Regions from separate parts of the Sus scrofa genome. Here region 1 is linked to region 2. The links are chromatin contacts, called in public Hi-C maps. All regions are on one chromosome and are shown on one strand. Each heading gives the region's core, a stretch centred on a gene start, on an enhancer-like site or on the middle of the called end of the contact. The rest is flanking DNA. Distances are from core to core; before and after follow the strand shown. Region 1 holds the start of NGRN (neugrin). Region 2 holds the start of IDH2 (isocitrate dehydrogenase (NADP(+)) 2, mitochondrial).

Region 1 (4,637 bases), core at 155-2,654, 150 kb before region 2:
GCAGTGGCCCTAAGATCAATCTGTGGGGCCGAACTGGATGCAGGAAATGAGAACCCTGCTCTTTGGTGGCCCTTCTCAGGAGGACCAATGGGACCAGACTCACAGATTGCAGTTCTTGAGTGCCCAGCCTGGCCTGGTGACATCTAGGCTAGAGGAGAAGAGCAGCCCCTTACCACATTTCTTGTGAGGCTGGATGGAGTGGTGGAAGAAAATAAATAACTGAAAAATCTCTTCTAGGCCGTGCCACTACTTGGCCAGTTATTCCTTTGGGGTTCCACAAAAACAGAGAACCCAACAGGTTTGCTACCAGCCCAGGGAATAGTGAATTCAGCAGCTGTTTTGTTGGCCTAAGACTGTTTACTTATCTCCCATTAGAGCCACCGCACTGGCAGTGCTAGGGAGAGATTACACAGAAGGCACCGAGGGTGGTGGCCTTGTTTGTCAGTCATGAGTTTGGGGTTATTGCAAAACAGGAATATAGAGAACAAGTCTCTTGTAAGTGAGACGGTTGAGAGCTGCACTTTGCCAGGTGTCATTACTTAGAAACAAGGGAGCTTGGGAACAGACAAAAGGAGCCAACAGACCCTCTCCCAAGGCCCAGCACACACTGCTTTCCCAGGCTCCACTGCCAGGTACCATCACATTAGCCTCCTTGGCTGTGGCCACCACCATGTGCTGGTATAGCCCTTGTTCCCTTGTTCTGTACGAGGCTGCACAGGGACCCTCACCCGATACTCGTGAAGTTTTTTCTGGCCCCGGTGGCTGGGGTGCAGCACGCGAGTGAGCTGCTGTACAATACCCAGACTTCGGATGAGATTTTCCCTCTGTAGCAGGGCTTTCATCCGCTCTAGCTCCTCCTCTTCCACAATTTCTTGCGGCTGCATAGTGTCCAGGTGTACTGGTGGCAGCTGCAAAGTACATGAGATGAGTGTGGGATCTTCAACGATGAGTCCCCAGTCATCCAAAAGGATGGCCGCAAGACTCCGGCCCACTCTGCCTCCGTCCCTTCCCTGACCTTAGTGGAAGGTTCCCTTTGCTGTCCACTGTCTCACTCCTGTTCTGAAAGGTCAGATTCAGTGTACTGATTAGGAACCCTCTGTTACATACACAGGGAGGAGAGGACAGCAGAGATACCCTTCTCTGGAGGTCCCAACCCGCCTTCCTGCAAAAAAGCAAGAGCTGCAAAACATCTGACACCTCTTTCTCCCGGTTCCGTTTCCTGAAAGCCAAGTGCGTGGAAAAGCCCTGGAGCCGGGCCCTGGATTGGCTTTTCTCCCCTGCTGATTCACCCTGGTTCTGGTCCTTGTTCTCCTTTCGTCTCTTATTGCCTGAGGTCTCCTGCTGTTCCTGCTTAAGGCGGATCTCTTCCAGTTGCTGCCTGACAAGACACAGCAGCTTCAGATACTAAAGAAATGGTGTTAGGGAGAGAGGGAATGAGGGAAAATGGGGTTAGGGAAAGAGTAGGAAATTCATCTGCGTGGGGGACTGATAGGAGAGGAAGAAAGGGGGAGATGGGGAAACCTACTAAACTGAGTCATTAAGAGTCTGATAGAACGAGTTTCCTGGTGGCACTGTGGGTTAAGGACTTGGTATTGTCACTGCTGTGGTGCAGGTTCGATCCCTGGCCCAGAACTTCCATGTGCCTCAGGCACAACCCCCCACCCCACCCCGCAAAAAAGTCTGCTGGACTTTATAACTCCACTTGTCTTTCCTCAAGCATCTGGCTTCTTCTCCACCCTGCTTAGGAGCAATTCAGCTTCAGGTTCTGCCCACACTCGAGTGGAGAGAGGAGAAGGCAGGGCAAAGTACCTGGCACATTCCTCCCTGGCCTTGGAAGCCACAGTCTCCTGGAAGAGGGAGCCGTTGTGCTTGAAGAAGGGTGCATACTTCTCTGTGTCAGGCCCGGGGTAGATCCGCCGGTATCCCCCCAGGTGGGAATCCTCATAGCGCTCCTGGTCGAGCAGTGCCGCGTGGGAGAACTCCGTCTGTTCTCGCCTGGGGAAACCACGCTTGGGGTGAGTCAAGGAAGGACTACAAGAGTATTCAGTAGGGAAAGGAAGGCTGGTTAAGGCTTTGAGAACCTCCTGCTCTAGGCCTTTCTGGTTCCTGCCCAGCTGTAGCCAATCCCATCTGTGTGTAGCCATGAAAAGAGGTTTGAGGAGTTCCCCTTGTGCCTCAGCAGTAACGAACCTGACTAGTATCTATGAAAATGCACGTTCAATCCCTGGCCTTGCTCAATGGGTTAAGGATCCAGCATTGCCATGAGCTGTGGTATAGGTTGCAGACACAAGCCTAGATCCTGTGTTGCTGTGGATGTGGCATAGGCTGACAGCTGCAGCTCTGAATTGACCCTGAGCCTGGGAACTTCCATATGCTGTGGGTGTGGCCCTAAAAAGCAAAAAAAAAAAAAAAAAAAAAAAAAAGAGGCTTGGCTTTCAGAAATCTGGTTTTTATCTTAAGTGCAATGGCATCCACTTATAAACTGGAACTCCAAGTTATCACCATCCTTTAGGTTTCTGATTATAGAGTAGTATATGTTAATTACAGAAAATTAGCAGAGCAAAAAAGAAGATTAAAAACCTACAATCTTTCTGTGACATTAGCATATTGGCTATGAGCATGGACTTCAGGGCAGGACTTAAGTTTGAATCCTGGCTTTGCCACTCACTACCTGGTTCTTTTGTTATTCCTTCCTTCCATTCTTTCTTCGTGTTAGACACAAATGGGATCATACAACATTTTTAAATGGCTGCCTAGTATTCTAGTGATTCTATGATTGTACTTTTGTTCATTAAATCCAGTCATTTTCAACCTTTTTTTTCCCCCATTGAAAGACATTCACGTGCACAGTCCAGTCTTGTGGGTATTTACAGTTTCATGCACCTTCATTCACACAGGCTTTTTTTTTTTTTCCTTTTATGTCCACACCTACAGCATATGGAAGTTCCCAGGCTAGGGGTCTAATTGGAGCTGCAGCTGCCGGCCTAAGCCTCAGCCACAGCAACGCCAGATCCAAGAAGCATCTGCAGCCTATGCCACCAGTTGCAGCAATGCCAGACCCTTAACCCACTGAGTGGGGCCAGGGATTGAACCCGTATCCTTACAACAGACACTATGTTGGGTTCTTAACCTGCTGAGCCACAATGGGAACTCCTCAAGCTCATTTTTATTATAATTAACAAATTATAATTTAGTATCAGCAACAAATTACCATGTTTGTAACCCATCTTACAATTAAAACAACCATGGATAAATAATACTGATTTAAACAATGCTTTATTTATTTATTTATTTGTTTATTTGCTTTTTAGGGCTGCACTCGTGGCATATGGAAGTTCCCAGGCTAGGTGTCCAATTGGACCTGTAGCCACTGGACTTCGCCACAGCCATAGCAATGCCAGATCTAAGGCATGTCTGCAATTCACACCACAGCTCACTGCAATGCCAGATCCTTAACACACACTGGGCAAGGCCAGGGATCAAACCCACATCCTCATGGATACCGGTTGGATTAATTCCCACTGAGCCATGATGGGAACTCTAACAATGCTCTATTATTGAGTGACTAAACTATTTTCTGTGTTTCATACTTATAAGGTTTCTTAGGAAATAGTTTCTAGAAGAGTTCTGTTAAAAACAAAACAACAGCTAGTCAAACCACAGAAAGTGCCTTATATGCTAATATGAAATAGCTCTAAAATACATTGGTAAGCAGGATACAGTGAGTGTGAAAGTTATGCTCTTTTCTGGTTAGACTGGATAGATAAAGGGAGAAAAATAACATATAAAATACATATAAATGTGTATTAAATTTTTGTGAAAGTATACATATGACCCAGGGGACACTGATTGGCTCAGTGAGGAAAACCGAGTAGTGGAGGAGGGCAGGGGAGCGACTATTCACTGTGTGTCTTTTGAATTTGCATAGATGATACATCGCATATCACAGATGAGTCTACATATGTGATGTGTTATCTGTGCAAAAGATTATTTTTTATTATTTATTTATTTATTTGTCTTTTTAGGGCCTCACCAGTGGCACATGGAGGTTTTCAGGCTAGGGGTCAAATCAGAGCTACAGCTGCCAGCCTACACCACAATCACTGCAATGCCAGACCCAAACCATGTCTGTGAATACACCATAGCTCATGGCACCGCTGGATCCCCAACCCACTGAACAAGGCCAGGGATCGAACCTGCATCCTCACGGATGCTAGTCAGGTTCATTACGGCTGAGCCACAGTGAGAATTCCAAAAAATTGTTTTTAATAGCTAATCGGCCCCAGGCTGCCTTCTCTAGCTAGTATCAGGAAGGTAATAACAAAGAAGATAAGCTACACGACTAAACACCTGTCAAACCCCTGGAATACCTGGCTTCTCGCGGCTGTTGATGGCCCTGGAAAAGCCGCTCCTGGACTCGCCGCTTGTCCTCCTCTATCACCTTTCTTTTGTCACAGCCCCGGAGGTTGACAAGGGTCATGGCATCACAGAGAAGTGCATCCTTCACTTCTCTATCAAGGCGTGAGTCAGTGGTGAAGCTTGGAGAGTGGTTCACCTGTCGGGGGCAGTGGTGGTGGGGGGGTTGTCATTATCCATTCCCTTCCTAGACTACCTGAGCAGGTCTCCATTCTTACAGG
Region 2 (4,945 bases), core at 2,022-4,521:
CCTTTTGCCGACTTTAGCTTGTTTGTTCTTTTTTTTTTTTTTTTTAATATGGAACGCTTCACAAATTTGCCTGTCATCCTTGCACAGGGGCCATGCTAATCTACTCTATCGTTCCAATTTTAGTATATGTGCTGCCGAAGGGAGCACAGCTTGTTTGTTCTTCTATTTGTAGTTCTTTAGGTGATAAGTTAGAATGTTGATTTGAAGTTTTTCTTCCTTTTTTGAAGAAGGCCTATATTGCTATGAACTTCCCTCTTAAGAAATGCTTTTGCATCCCGTAGATTTTTCATGGCTGTGTTTTTATTGCTGTTTGTCTCAAGGTATTTGTGTGTGTGTTTGTCTTTTTCTAGGGCTGCACCTGTGGCATATGGAGGTTCCCAAGCTAGGGGTCAATTCAGATCTGTAGCTGCTGATCTATACCACAATCACAGCAACTCAGGATCCAAGCTGTGTCTGCAGCCTACACCACAGCTAACGGCAACACCAGTTCCTTAACCCACTGGGATCCAACCTGCGTCTTGATGGATACTAGTCGGATTTGTTAACCGCTGAGCCACAGCGGGAACTCCCACCTTTCCTTTAAACATCATCTTTCTCTGAACTGACTTTCAGGGCCGTAGTTACCACCATGAAGAATTCTAAACAGGAGCTCCCTTCATGGTTCATTGGTTAACAAACCTGACTAGAATCCATGAGGATGTAGGTTCGATCCCTGGCCTTGCTCAGTGGGTTGAAGATCCAGCACTACTGTGAGCTGTGGTTAGGTCACAGATGAGGCTTGGATCTGGCATTGCTGTGGCTGTGCTGTAGGCCAGCAGCTGTAGCTCAGACTCGACCCCAAGTGTGGGAAACTCCATATGTTGCAAGTGCAGCCCTAAAAAGACAAAAGTCAAAAGACAACAACAACAAACAAAAATTCCAAACAGGGAGTTCGCTTTGTGCTCAGTGGAAATGAATCCAACCAGTATCCATGAGGATGCGGTTTTGATCCCTGGCCTCACTCTGTTGGTTAAGGATCCTGCATTGCTGTGGCTGTGGTGTAGGTCAGCAGCTGCAGTTCCGACTCGGCACCCAGCCTGGGAACTTTCATATGCTGCGGGTGCAGCCCTAAAAGGAAAAAGAATTCCAAACAAGTGCACTAGTTTCTCTTCTTTCTCTTGAAAAGAGCGATGGACTGTGCATCAGGGTATGAGAGTTCTGCTGCTTCCCAACTGTGTGACTTTGAGCAAGTGTCTTAACCTGTCTGAGCTAATGAAGCTCACACCAACTGCCTCACCAAAAATATAGTGTATGGGGAAGGCTAGCAAGGAGCTGGAGCCCTGGGAGGCAGTCAGTGAGAGCAGTTTTATCTGAAGATTTTGCCTTGCCCGCCCTGGTCTCCTGCTGTGCTTGCAAAGGACACATGCGCTCCCACTCTGATCTCTCTGCAGGTAAGGGCCAGATTCTGGAACACACTGAGGCTTTAGGATTGCCTCTTGCCAGGCTTCTGACACCCTGGTTCACCTTAGAGAGGAACAGATGAGCCCCTGGGGTGGAGAGCAATTTCTCTCCTTCTTCTTTTTTTTTGTCCTTTTTACGGCTGCACCTGCAGCTTATAGATGTTCCTAGGCCAGGGGTTGAGTTAGAGCTGCAGCCGCAGGCCTACTTCACAGCCACAGCAACACTGGATCTGAACTGCATCTGCAAACTACGCCTCAGCTTGCGGCAACTCCAGATCCTTAACCTGCTGAGCGAGGCCAGGGGCAGAACCCACATCTTCTCAGAGACTATGTTGCATCCTTAACCTGCTAAGTGAGCCACAGTGGGAAGTCTGACAGCAACTTCTTTATGACTGTTTCGGAAGTGGCAGTATAGGGAGTATGTATAGGACATACATAACAGAATCTGATTGTTTGCGCTAGAAGGATCCTCAGAGGTTATTCTCCCAGTTTACAGGTGTAGACACTGAGGCCCTGGTACCTGATAATATCAGGATGGCATGAAAGCCAAATACCAGAGGCTTCCATGGTCTCCACTTGTGTTTTGAGCAAGAGAAGTGGGAACAGAATGAAAGGGATAATGGGTTATTCTAGGACACACTGGCTCAAGGTCAGGCCTTTGACTGAGGCCTCAGACTTTGGAGGGCTCCAAAACAGCCTTCTCTTGGACCCAGTCTACCAGATCTCCAGGCAAAGCAGTAGCTCTGCCTGGTTGAGACAGAGAGAAGGAAGCTTTGAAGTCAGTAACTCAGGGTCACTTGTCTGGCCTGGCTCCATCTGGCAATGTTGACTCTGAGGCAGTGAAGAGGAGAGCTGGGAACACAGGACAGAAAGAGGTGGCTAGTATTTGAGTGAGTTGGTGTGGCTGGCAAAGTGTGTGTGTGTGTTGGGGGCAGGGGCTAGGGTCAGAGTTTTACTAAATAAAACCCAGTCCAGCTGGTATGTCTCATTTCAAGAAAATGGGTGAAGAGAGAAAGACTTTGGTTGTTTATGGCAAAACCAATCAGTACTGTCTTTTGCATGAAAGCAGACAAAAATGGAACTGTTTGCTTTAGTTTATTCAGCCCAGGCTGCCAGAGTACTGTCTGATAAGCATCAGTGATTGTCCTTGAGCACCGGGTGTGACCCAAGCCTTTACCATTATTTCACCCAAGCCTCTTGGCAGCCCTGTTACTGTTAAAGCTACCGTTTTGGAGGGGAGGAAACAGGCTCTGGCTATGCTGAATGACTTTGAGGACTACCAGCTTGACATTTTGGGGAGAAGTAGTAGTTTTTCAATTCTTGACTAGGGTCAGTTTACATAACACGTGGAGGGGACAGGAGAATCTGAGAGCGAATCTGAGGAGACCCGAGGTGCCCAAGGCCTTGGTTTAGGAACGCGGAACGCGCCCTGCTTAATGCGCCTTGGAGTTTCAGCCCAGCCCACGCGAAGGATGCAGGAGCTTGCTCGATTTGCCTTTTTGGGTTTAAGCTGATGTGTCAGCAAGTGACACCCTGGTTTAAATAGGGCATCCTGGAGAGAAGTGTTTTCCTCCCTAACGGCTTCCCTAATCCTCCAGCTCCCACTGCCGCTCGAAGGTCCCGGTGGGTTTTACACCCGTCTCTTTCCAGTCGAGCTGAGCTAGCTTCCCGCGTCGCTCAGGGAAGCGCGGGCTAGGCGCGGGGGCGGGGTCCGGGCTGAGGCAGGGCCAGAGGAGGAGTTCTGCCCGGCATGGCCCCGCCTCTTCCCGAAGAGGTCCAATAGGGTGGTGGGCCCCGGAAGCCCCGCCCGGCCCGGCCCGGCCCGGCCCGCGCGACCCGCGCCTGGCAGGCCTCGGCAGCCCGCCACCAGCCAGCCGGGAGCAGCGGCCGGCGCTCGGATCTCGCTCGCCCCTGTTCGTCCGTCCGCGCGCGCCTGCCAGCCAGCCAGCCTGCCCGCCCGCCCGCCCGCCTGTCTGCTCGGGATGGCTGGTTACCTGCGAGTCGTACGCTCGCTCTGCCGAGCTTCCGGCTCCGGGCCGGCCTGGGCGCCGGCAGCCTTGACAGCCCCCAACTTGCAAGAGCAGCCGCGGCGCCACTGTGAGTGCCACGAGGAGGGTCCGGGCGGGGTGCGCGCCCGGCACCGCGACGTGGCGGCCTTCCGGGCGGGGACCAGCGAGCGCCACCTGGGAAGCTCGCGGGCCGGGTACGGCGGGACAGGGCACAAAAGAGCAGGAGGACGGAGATGTGCTTCCCTGCCCCTCCTTCCAGGCCGTGCCAGGCGCAGGGGTGGGGACTTGAACGAAGGGGGCAACTGGTGGCCCGGGCGATACCAGCCCTGCTATCCCGCGCCCCTAAAAATTCCTGTAGGAGGTGCTGGGGGGTGTCCGGGGCTCGGAGGGTATCCTGCCGGTTCTGCGCCCCTGGAGGGAGACAAAGCAACCGAGTGGGGGCCGGAGCGCCCGGCCCGCTTTCCCCGCGAGAGGGAGGGTCGCGCGCGGTCCCTGCTCAGACAAAGGAGGGGAGAGAAGGGGCATCCACTTCCCTTCCTTCTCAGCCAGGCACTTAGTAATCCCTCCTCAATGTCAGGCCCTCGTCTGCTATTTTTGGAGCCTTTTACGTGACAGCTGGAGGAGTGTCCTTTTAATTTTCCCCTTTTGTTTGGACGCCCCTCCTTCTCCTTCAACGCACTTGAAGCTCCATCCTGGGGCCTCTCCTTGGCTTGACCTGCCTCTTCTCGCTAGCCAGCTCCTGCGGCGCCTGTGCTGCTGGTTGGCCCTGCCGGCTCTCCCGACAGGGAGCCCTGGCGGCCGAGCCAAAATGTCACCTTCCCAATCTTTCGTCACAGCTTCTGTGGTACTCTTAGTCCTCTGCTTGGAGAGAAGACGGCAGGCTTAGTGAGCAGGTCATAATAAGCAGGACTTAGCCTGAACTTCCATTACCAAGGCAGGGCTACGCGGTTTGGCAGGTGGGCATCGATCTGCGCCCTGGCTCTCCATCGCTGGCTACAAAAGACAGGGAACAATGTGGATCCTTTAGGTCTAATGACCGTTGTCATGGAAACCCCTATCCTGTCCTGGCCAACAACCCCTTGGAGTGAGGAAGAGGGAGTGGTGTGCAGGCAGTTTGGTCTTACTGCTAGAAGTAGGTAATCTTTAACCTAGTGTGGGAGCAGCTGACAGGAGCTGGGAGGGGAGGGGAGGGGGGAGAGAAGAGCTCAGGCCCTGGCACCCCTGCTTCCCCTTTCAAGGAGAAAGGGGGCATTTCTGCTTTTATACTTATGGGATTTGTCTCTAAGGGGTCAGCCTGGCAAGTCCAAGGTTCCAAGTGTCCCCAGGCCTCAAACAAAATTTCCCATATGGCACCACCTTCAGCAAAATATGGTGGAAATTAGCTACATTTTCCCAATTCTTTTTTCTGCATGGATGGTGAAAAAAGAAACCAAAACCTCCATACGAATAAGAAAACAAAGCCCCTTTGGGGGCCTGAATTTTAGTACCAGATAAAAG

Evidence for each region. Hi-C and Micro-C count contacts between places; a contact is called where the count stands out from the background.
Region 1: a contact with region 2 is called in a Hi-C map of liver, with 4 times the contacts expected there. The contact joins the promoter of NGRN here to the promoter of IDH2 in region 2. A contact is called at or near these places in 1 of 5 promoter capture datasets (liver), 2 of 47 Hi-C or Micro-C datasets (both in liver) and 1 of 2 datasets of contacts at active chromatin or transcription factors (alveolar macrophages).

Annotation. Positions count from the first base shown.
Region 1 is chr7:55,821,392-55,826,028 of Sscrofa11.1, reverse strand. NGRN (neugrin) reads right to left here and starts at 1,404. Exons shown (of 4, transcript XM_021098987.1): 1 at 1,198-1,404; 2 at 1-908.
Region 2 is chr7:55,673,897-55,678,841 of Sscrofa11.1, reverse strand. It overlaps IDH2 (isocitrate dehydrogenase (NADP(+)) 2, mitochondrial), which reads left to right and starts at 3,271. Exons shown (of 11, transcript NM_001164007.1): 1 at 3,271-3,536. The coding sequence starts at 3,422.